2 separate regions of the Pan troglodytes genome follow, and region 1 is linked to region 2. The links are chromatin contacts, called in public capture Hi-C maps. All regions are on one chromosome and are shown on one strand. The core of a region is the stretch at or near the end of the contact, and the rest is flanking DNA. Distances in the headings are between cores, read along the strand shown. Region 1 overlaps IRS1 (insulin receptor substrate 1). Region 2 has its middle 300 kb from the start of IRS1.

What was found. Capture Hi-C pulls out chosen DNA fragments and counts their contacts.
Region 1: a capture Hi-C map of stem cell-derived neural stem cells shows a contact between it and region 2, with 3 times the contacts expected there. The contact joins two enhancer-like sites. A contact is called at or near these places in 1 of 7 Hi-C or Micro-C datasets (stem cell-derived neural progenitor cells) and 1 of 1 other capture datasets (stem cell-derived neural stem cells).

The regions. Positions count from the first base shown.
Region 1 is chr13:128,982,902-128,988,087 of NHGRI_mPanTro3-v2.0_pri, forward strand. All of the region lies in intron 1 of IRS1 (insulin receptor substrate 1), which reads right to left. Among named protein-coding and RNA genes, the nearest start is that of IRS1, 56 kb to the right of the region's middle. Within about 2 kb of position 1,415, at least 8 of the 24 cell types and tissues checked have an H3K27ac peak or open chromatin away from gene starts, as enhancers often do. A contact at or near this core is called in stem cell-derived neural stem cells, where this site is marked.
Region 2 is chr13:128,736,129-128,740,851 of NHGRI_mPanTro3-v2.0_pri, forward strand. No RefSeq gene overlaps it. Among named protein-coding and RNA genes, the nearest start is that of IRS1, 300 kb to the right of the region's middle. Within about 2 kb of position 3,158, at least 2 of the 24 cell types and tissues checked have an H3K27ac peak or open chromatin away from gene starts, as enhancers often do. A contact at or near this core is called in stem cell-derived neural stem cells, where this site is marked.

The DNA.
Region 1 (5,186 bases), core at 165-2,664, 250 kb after region 2:
GCTGCATTTAATGTCCCCCCAAAAAGTCTAAGTAGGAAAGGAAAATACTGTTTTAATCATACTTAGATCTTTCCCATTCTTAAAAATCCATGATGAGAAAAATTTTTGAAATGTTACCCAACTTTTTAAAGCGTCCTGGTATTCCATCCCTTTCCCATCATCCCAACGCATTGTATAATATGGGGAGAGTAGGAATTTGAAAGTAGGAAAATCTTCTGGCTCCCTGGCTTTAGTTTCCAAAAGCCTCAGTATTTAAAGGAAAGGCACAGGTAAAATATTTGGAAGAGCCAGGAGAACAGAAGGATTCCTCTCAGGTTAGTAAAGATTCCCTTCATGAGAGCAGAGGGGTCAGTGGGTAGCTCTGTACTTTGCAAGATTCTGACAATGATGCCTATAACCTCTCTCTATTCTGTCTTCCCACGTCTGTTGATTTCTTATTTCACACAATTACATTAAACTGCATACCCCTCTCTCCTACCACAATTCTTCAGTTACCTCACTGCTGATACACTTAATTTACAGTACCACTAACTGGAAGCAAATCATGTCTTCTAGAATGCTTATTAATAAAGCACCTTACAACACACACATTCAGCATACCTGAATCTGGCAAATGAGCCCAGTAAACACACACACACACACACACACACACACACACATAACACACACACACACATATTATCATCAGTCTCAAATACCTTTATAGTTCTGGTAATAGATGGGTGTTGTTCATTAAAATTCATACCTCAATAAAATCCCACTATAAAATCTCAGATGAATAAAAATGACCACTGACCTATGGATAGACTGTGAAACACTTATTAAAGGAAGTTCCCAGCTTAAAGCCTTGGTTCTAGCATTTGAGTTAGTAGCACAGAAGGAGGAAGCTGCATTCTCCTGGTCCAGCGCTATTAACTATGGTCATATTGCTGATACAAAAAGAAGAGCTAAATCCAGAGAGCCTCTAAAGTCTGGGACATGGGATAATCTCCCCGTTCTTTACAAGGGACAGCTGGGAAGTATGGGGGCAAGCTGAAGCTTGGAAAAGGAGAAAACTAACCAGTGAATTCTCAATTCTCAATTCTAAGGCCTTCAGATCATAATCACACACATCAAGTGAAGATTGAGCTAAAGTTAGAGGTAAGACCAACATGTTTGCTACTTGGATGTTGAAAGGAGAAAGCCATTTTAGCTAAAGAAAGGAAACCAACTTCTTTTAAAACAGGCCAGGATTGAGCTGGAAAGAACTTGGTTTTGTGGTCTCAAATGGCAAAGGGTAAGCCAACCAGCCAAGCCAGTGCTTTAATGGAGCTGCTTAAATAGCACTTTTGCCTGGTGCAAGTCACATGGGAGAGGGCTGGTGAAAATAACAAGGTTGCTGGCCAGATCTTCCAGTGCGCAGGGTTGCCAAGGAAGAAAATTCAGGGAGAGTTGCCAACATGTGAGAGGCCATCTCGCTCCAGTTCCCCTTTTGTCCCAGTGAAAGAGCTTCTGGCAGGGCTGGTGACTTCAGGAGACCACCAATGAAGAAAGGCACACGCATTATGAAAAAAAAAAAAAAAAGAAGAAGAAGACCGAAAGGCGACCGTCAAGCCTGTCAGCTCTGGCAGAGGCTACTGGGCTGAATTCTGTCAGTCTCGTGAATTTCTCCTTCCCCAGCTACCAAAGGCAGAAGGAGATTCTAGAAACTTTTCAGGATGGTTAGGAATTTGTGGAGAAGACAGACCAAAACAACATTTAGTTCTCAGTAATTAAAAGTATTCTGTCAGTGATATATTAAGGAAATCTGAATAAATATTAACACATCTTTTAAGCCAAAGAATATCCACTGCTGTTATTTCCCATTCTTTTTATTAACAGGAAACATGCTGATAAAGAAAATGAGGTCAAGACCATAATAGCTCCTCCCCTCAAATGCAAATCAAAATGTTTCCAATCTCCCTTTTACCGATACTATAGTTTGTCCTATGTACATGACAGATTCAAGGTAAAAGGACTTAGGAAAAAAAAACAAAAAAAAGTCCCTCTTCATTTCAAGTCAGACCACACGTACTCTCAGGCAGGAAGATTTAATTTTTTTTTTTTTTTTTTTTTTTTTTTTTTCTGGAGACAGTCTTACTCTGTCACCCAGGCAGGAGTGCAGTGGTGCCATTTCGGCTCACTGCAACCTGCCCCTCCTGGGTTCAAGCAATTCTCCTGCTTCAGCCTCCCAAGTAGCTGGGATTACAGGTGCACACCACCACACTTGGCTAATTTTTGTATCTTTAGCAAAGACGAGGTTTCACCATGTTGGCCAGGCTGGTCTCAAACTCCCTACCTCAGATGATCCACCCGCCTCAGCCTCTCAAAGTGCTGGGATTACAGGTGTGGGCCACCGTGCTCAGCCAGGAAGCTTTAACTTTAACAGAGCTCAACCAAAATAAACCTGTTACGAAAAGACATGAAGGTAATATGACAGAATATTCCCTACTAAGTGAGAATGTCATACGAATGTCTTTCTTCTGCTTTCATGGGCACTATTTCTGTAGCATCCTTTCCCTCACAGAAATTACATTTCAGTTCTGAGGTTTCTATTGTAATTTCGCATCACTTTTGGGTTTGGGGTTTTGTTTGTAATGGTCAGATTACAGGATACAGGTTTTATAGGTCTGGCTTTGATACAAACCAGTAGACTTGCATTACAATCAGAACTTCATTTAGTGTATGGATGGTGAAAATTGTGTGCAAAACTGTTTCTATAATTAGACAAAAGGGAATCAGGCAGAGCCTATTTTCACTGCCTTTGCTTTTTTTGTTAAAAACTAATAGATTTCTCATTCTTTGCCCTCTCCCTGGAGTCAAATTGCTTCAAGAAAGCAAGCGTCTGATTTTACATTTGAGTAACTGTCTGATTACCCAATTGTTTCTCAAGCATCATCAGTTTTTCCATAATAGCCCAGGAATCAGGCACCGAACAAGCATTTGCATAGACATCCCTGGTCTGCAGTGGACTGAGGTAAGAATCATTAACACCACTGACATCACTTTTGGCAGCTGGAGAAGTGGGAAAACCTGTGTTTAATCTATTTCCTACTCACCGCAAGTTTTAGCTAGAGTCCCCGATAATATGGGTTGTGGTTCACTTTATGGAAGAACTTGGTCATGTAAGAAAAATCTACTGAATTGAACAAGCATCTTCCAAAACAACCATGAGGTACCTCAGCTGTGGAGCCATGATCTTCCCATAGGTTTTTCTGATCCTTAAACAGGCCTAACAGAGGACAATGCCACTCCCAATAGTTTCTAATAGGGGCAAGCTCAACCTCAGTAGAAGATTTGCCCTACAACATACATCTAAGGCAGGGGTCCTCAATTCCCAGGCTGTGGACCAGTAGAGATCCATGGCCTGTTAGGAACCGGGCTCCACAGCAAGAGGTGAATGGTGGATGAGCATAAGCACCTGAACTCGGCTTCCTGTCAGATCAGCAGCGGCATTAGATTCTCACAGGAGTGTGAAACCTATCATGAACCGTGTATGCAAGGGATCTATGTTGCACATGCTCTTTACGAGAAAATAATGCCTGATGAAACCATTCATCCCCTCACCCCCAGCCATGGAAAAATTGTCTTCCATGAAACCTGTCACTGGTGCCAAAAAGGTTGGAGATCCTTGATCTAAGGAACGTCTCCAGGAAGCCATCATCTTACAGAAGCAAAAAAGGTTTAGCCTTTGTTTTCCTTTCTGCATTGAGGAGAATATCGGGGGAAAACGTTGAGAAGAATTTGATCTGGGATTCTTTGAAGCGAACTGTTCTTTAAAAAAAAAAAACAAAGTGGTCTAACTATTGAAGAAACAATCCCTCTCTGAAACCAGCTGAAACTGATTATAATACAAGTATATGGCAGCATATTTCAAATGTATTTGACCCACAGTTCTCATTTGCTTTACCTGAAGAATATCTGTTATGGAAATGCAAGTCATAAAGATTTCTGGGCTATGATAGTAATTCTTCAACAAAAGTCAATGTAAAAGGAGCAAGGAAAAGTATACCATTCATCTTAGATTTCAGAAGGCCATACACAGGCAGGAACCATATTAATTAGCTCATGTTAAAGAGGAAGCTATTAACTGTTGCTTACAGTAAAGTAATAATGCAATAAATGTGTGTTTCCCTTGAGTTGCCTCTTTCTGAGTGACAAGTGAGTAACCTGTATGCGATTTTGAATTAAAAAATGTACTTTAGGGAATTCAACCCCAAAAAAGGTTATTTTCAGAATGAAGATGGAGCTATTACATGGCTGTCATGCTTTTTAAAGACTGATAATTTTGTTTAAGTCAAAACTTATTTCTGAATTAAAATTTGAAAGGAAACTAAGACAAGTTCCATTATCCCATCTCTCAATGTTCTTTTCTCTGTGATTTCAGGCAAGTTGCTCACCCTCCAAAATCCCGTATGTTTTCATCTGTAACACAGGAGAGCATTGCCCATTTCACAGGGTTCTCGTTGAGATTAAATGAGATAATACACGACATTTTCTTATCATTGTGCCTGACACATAATAAGCCCTCAATCATTAGCTCTTAGTGTAACTACTGTTATGAAGAACTAGAAACCCTTGGATCCCACATCTTTTCCTGATACCTGAAAACACACCAGCCAAAAACACTGTGGTGGAACTAGCAAGCAAGGATGAATCCACCAACCAAATGCCAGGCAAGGACTGAATCAGAAGCCAAAACGAGGATGCATCTTGCGAAGAGAGGACAAAGTTATTTCAGAAAGGAGGAAGGGGAAAATGCCAGAACAAAAAGAAAAAGTAAAAGTAGCAGTAGTAGTAAGGCTAAAGATATGATATGTAATACAACGTTATACAAGGACGTCTACCTACACAGGAAAGAGTACAAATTCAATATTGAGACAGTAGCATTCACGTACAAAGGGGAAGATCTCAAATGAATGCTATCTACAGAAACATCAGAAAGGCCACTTTCATTGCTTGAAAAAAATCAGAAGCTTGAAGCCCCCCACTCTTTCTAAATCTGCTAATGAAAGACTTCTAATACTACTGAAAGTATTTACAAAGAAATCACATGAATATGCTTAAATGGGTGTTCAGTGAGATTCTTATGCATTATTTCTAGGTTCTAAAGCATGTTTATGATTGTTGGGGGTGGGGGCAGGGAATTGGGTGGCTTTTGTTTCCAA
Region 2 (4,723 bases), core at 1,908-4,407:
TGCCCTCCCAGCTGTTTTTCTGTAACAATAGTTTCTGCATGCAGTTGTTTTCATGACAATGCATGGGGAAGCCCTTAGAACACTGTGAAGAACCATGAAAAGGATTATCTTGTGGGGGGAAAAAAAACTAGAAAATTATTAAAAGGGATAGATAATTTTGCCAGTTATGTTCAAGGCCCATTAACCCCAATCTCTCATGTACTCACTTCACAACACTCCAGGTGTCTGCATATCTTGGCCCTCCAGCCTACCCTATTCTTCTACTGATAAGATATGAAAAGATGAAAGAGAAGTTGAGATACCAATTTCCTGCAAGGTGGGATAGAGACAGCCAGGAATTATAGCACTGTGAAGGGAAGGTGCTATGAAACTCAGATCTTGGGCCCTGGCCTCCTTACCCAGCCAAGCCAACTGTTTAAATAATACTATGTGGCTTCCTCTGCAAATAGCTGCTGAAGTAAATTACTTGATGGAGCATCAGATTAGTCTGTAGGAGACTCCCTGTTATTTCTTTTCTGATGTACATACAGCACCAAGGACAGGAATGAACAGTGGGCATCATTAATGAGTGAGGCAGACTGTTAAGAAAGAAGAAAACTGCCTGATTTCTGCTGGGAAATTACTAAGACTGGTAAAATGGTTACTGCTATTCAATTAGTAGTTAATCTGAAAATCATAAGGTGCAGTCCAACATGTGAAAATGATGCTTCTCCTTGGCCATAAGTAAATAACTTTGGTTTCCTTTCTAGTGCAGAAGAACTTGCCTTTAGGAAAAGACATTTCCCCGGTCTCCCTTTGTCCCAATAGGAATCTAGCAAATGAGAATGCAAAGCTGAATGAGCTCAGGAACCAAGCCTCATTGGCATAAGGCTTCCATCTCCTAGAAAACCAGTTCATTTTCTTTTTTACTTCTTACTTATAACTGTAAAGGCCCATATTAAAAAAGAAAAAAAGAAAGATCTCAACTTAATAAACTAATCCTCTACCTTAAGAAACTAGAAAATGAAAAGCAAACTAAAACTAAAGCAATCAGAAAGAAAATAATATAAATTAGAGTGGCAATAAATGAACTAGAGAATATACAAAGCAGAAAAATCAAAACCACTTTGATTCTTGAAAATATCAATAAAAGTAATGAATCTTTATCTTGACTAACCAAGAATACAGAGAGAAGACTCAGATTAGTAAAATCAGAAATAAAAGACGTACATTACTATTGACTTTGTAGAAATGAAAAGGATTGGCTGGGCACAGTGTCTCACGCCTATAATCCTATCACTTTGGAAGGTCGAGGCAGGCAGATCACCTGAGGTATTGAGTAGTCCAAGTAGTCACATAGAAAGCATTCTCAGCAGAGCTCCTATCCCAGTGTCCTTGTGTTGACTGTTGACTGTCCACAGACCACCTATGTCTTACTTGCCCTTCTTTCCCCCTGCATCTTCACTTCCAGCAGGGCTCCCTGGTAGGACAGTACCAATAGTTCATACTATCTGTGCCATCCAGCTTGCTTTCCCTCCCTACTGTTTATTTCTACTGCATACCCTAAGGTACTGGGAATCGACTATCAGTCACTATAACTGCAGATTACATAGGATAAAAGTAACTCAGGAATAGAAAACCAAACATTGTATGTTCTCACCGATATGTGAGAGCTAAGCTATGAGGATGCAAAAGCAGAAGAATGAAAGTCCCCCAATGGACTTTGGAGACTTGGGGGCAAGAGCGGGAAGGGAGAGAGGGATAAAAGACTACAAATATGGTGCAGTGTATACTGCTCGGGTGATGGGTGCACCAAAATCTCACAAATCACCACTAAAGAACTTATTCATGTAACCAAATACTACCTGTACCCCAATAACTTATGGACAAATAAAATTTTTAAAAAATTAAAAAAAGAAATAGATAAATGAACACTTCAGTGTTTTTAGGCTGGTGGGTTTGAAATGAAAAAGAAGACTATGACTTGGATAGGAGAAGAGAAAGAAGAGAACTCTCTTAGGGCAGGATACCAAAACAGGAAGAGTGTCAAGAGACCCAAGTTCGGGGCCACCTGTAAATCTCTCTTTGCAAACTAGGAAATGACACCCCTGCCTCCAGGTAAACAAGCCCCATGACAAGCTGCACAGTTTGGTGAACCTGACCAGGTTTGCATTTTGGCCCGTTTGTCCTTTTAGCCAGTAACCCTGAGAGCTGCACGACCTGTCCCACTTGCCCAACTGGGCGTGCAGTCCTAACGCAGCTCTGGCTTTGGGGTGATCTTGAGCACCTATGTTTCTCCACCTTCTGGTTTCTCCCCCCAGAAAGCTACAATTGCAATCATACTTGCCATTCTCACCTGGTTTTAAAGATGACATGATATACATATGTAAAAGCACTTTGGGAAACACACAGAGTGACAGAAATTATTACAGAGCAGCCTAACTCAAGTCTCTGTAGCCAGCCAGGAGGGAGGAGGGGGACTGGGGGGCTCAGTTCAGCGTGACTGAGCTTTAGGACACACTGCGTTTGGTACAAAGACAAACAGCAGTACATTCAGAGGCACGTGCTAGGCAGAACCATGAGGAATGCCATGGCTTTCCTCTTGTTATTTTTCTAGCTGTGGGAGTTTACTGTTGTATTTGTGTTTTGTACAATTACCCAGAGGCTATGGTGACATTTTTGCATATTTAATCAATCTAATAACCAAAACCTGAGACTGTGTGCATATCACCTCTATTAAATCTCTTCACTCATATCTATTCATTCATCCTCCCCCTCCAATCCTCCCAGCACTTCATTTCTTTTCTCACACATTGCTATAATTTATTCATCTCAAGATGCACTTCTGTCTCATTTAATCATTTAAACAGACCTTTGGTGCCTATTTAATTGATTCTTCCTGGGTTTTAATTTGCATCTTTGACTTTGCCATCCTGATTTCTTTGACTACCTCTCGCTCTGCATGACATATGTTTATGCTTTAACAGGTTTCCAATATTCTGGAAGACTTCAGAGGCCAAGGTTGAAAAAAAAATGCTGTTTAAAACAGAAATCTATTTGATTGGCCAGGCAACTGAGCAAAACCAAAAGCAAACGCTCTGTGGCTTCAGGAGACAGACAACCAGGGTCATCCTCGATGTCAGCTGCCCACAGCCAACCTGGCCAGCTCCTGGGCCAGCAGAGGACCAGGCTCCTCGCTCTGAGGATCCCTGCCAGGATGGGGAGGCAGGTCCACCGATAAGAAAAGGTGAGGGTTTCCTGTGAAGGGTTTCACTTTGATTTTGGCTCTATGTAACATAGGGACCCACTGTTTGCTTCTCCTGTGTTTAGGTTTGCTTCTGATTTGGGAGAAAAGGAGGGTGATTGGTATGGAAAAAACATGGAACTGAGTTAATAAACTGGTATGCTCAGGAAAGCAGGAGGGAGACAAGTTATTCAGCAACAGTCTATTCTATGATGCCCATGGAGAACAAGATTTGTGATTTTAATTTTGTGTAGATTAAATGTAAGTGGAATTGCATGAAGATTCTTATAAATTAATATCACCCATAGAAGTCCCAAATGATAGGAAGAAGGAAAGGGAGGCAAGGTGCTATGATTCTGACTCCATGAGCCCATTGTTCAGATGATCCAATAAAGGTTCTCAACTCCCCAGAGGGGAACCTAACCCTGGGTTTGGGTTTCACAGGTGATTTAATTTTTATTGCGATTCTGCCACTGACCTGACAAAAAAATCCTTCTATTTTCATTTTCTCCTTGATATAATGGGAGTTAGAAAGCAGAAATTATTCCCCAGCAGTATTATGCAAAGAAGTTAATATTTTAAGCACTCAGAAATTCTACCATATGACAGAGAAGTACTGAATATTTTGGGTGCCACATGCATTTATTATGTTCTTCAAAGGAAAAATTACTCAGGTTTTAATCACAAGCATAAAATCATTAAACTTGCAATGTGGTTGTATAATTTCTGCCAAAAAAAAGAAAACATTCCAAGTCTTTCATTTGTTTTAATGAGCTTCAGAACCAGCTATTGGCACCCACTTTCTAATCAGTCTAATGCCTTTCATAGGCATCCATTCTCTTATTGCTGTATTTAAACCCTTCTTCATGGAAAGTGGTAAATTTACTTCAAATGTATAATGTGATTTAAAAAAAATGAAATAAAAATAAACCAAGACCTTGTTATAAGAGAGAGGTTGTCTTAATATTTTCTCTTGTATCAATTGTAAGACCGAAATTCTGAAGGTACATGTGTAACCTCATGAGTAATATCAATACCTCCTTTATGGTGTTTTTTTGTTTTGTTTTGTTTTGTTTTCTTAGACAGAGTCTCGCTCTGTCACCAGGCTGGAGTGCAGTGGCGCGATCTCAGCTCACTGCAACCTCTGCCTCCCGGGTTCCAGCAATTCTCCTGCCTCAGCCTCCTGAGTAGCTGGGATTACAGGCTCCCATCACCATGGCCAGCTCATTTTTTGTATTTTTAGTAGAGATAGGGTTTCACCATGTTGGCCAGGCTGGTCTCAAATCCTGACCTCAGGTGGTCCACCTGCCTCGGCCTCCCAAAGTGCCAGGATTATAGGCATGAGACACCGCGCCCACTCTCCTTTATGTTTTTTATGAAATCTCAACCATTTGTGGGTTTTAAAATGGTATATGTGAACTGGACCCAATCTGTCAATAATATATCCATTTTTTTTGCACTTTGGTCTTAGACATAAAATTTTCCATCTGTGATCCTGGG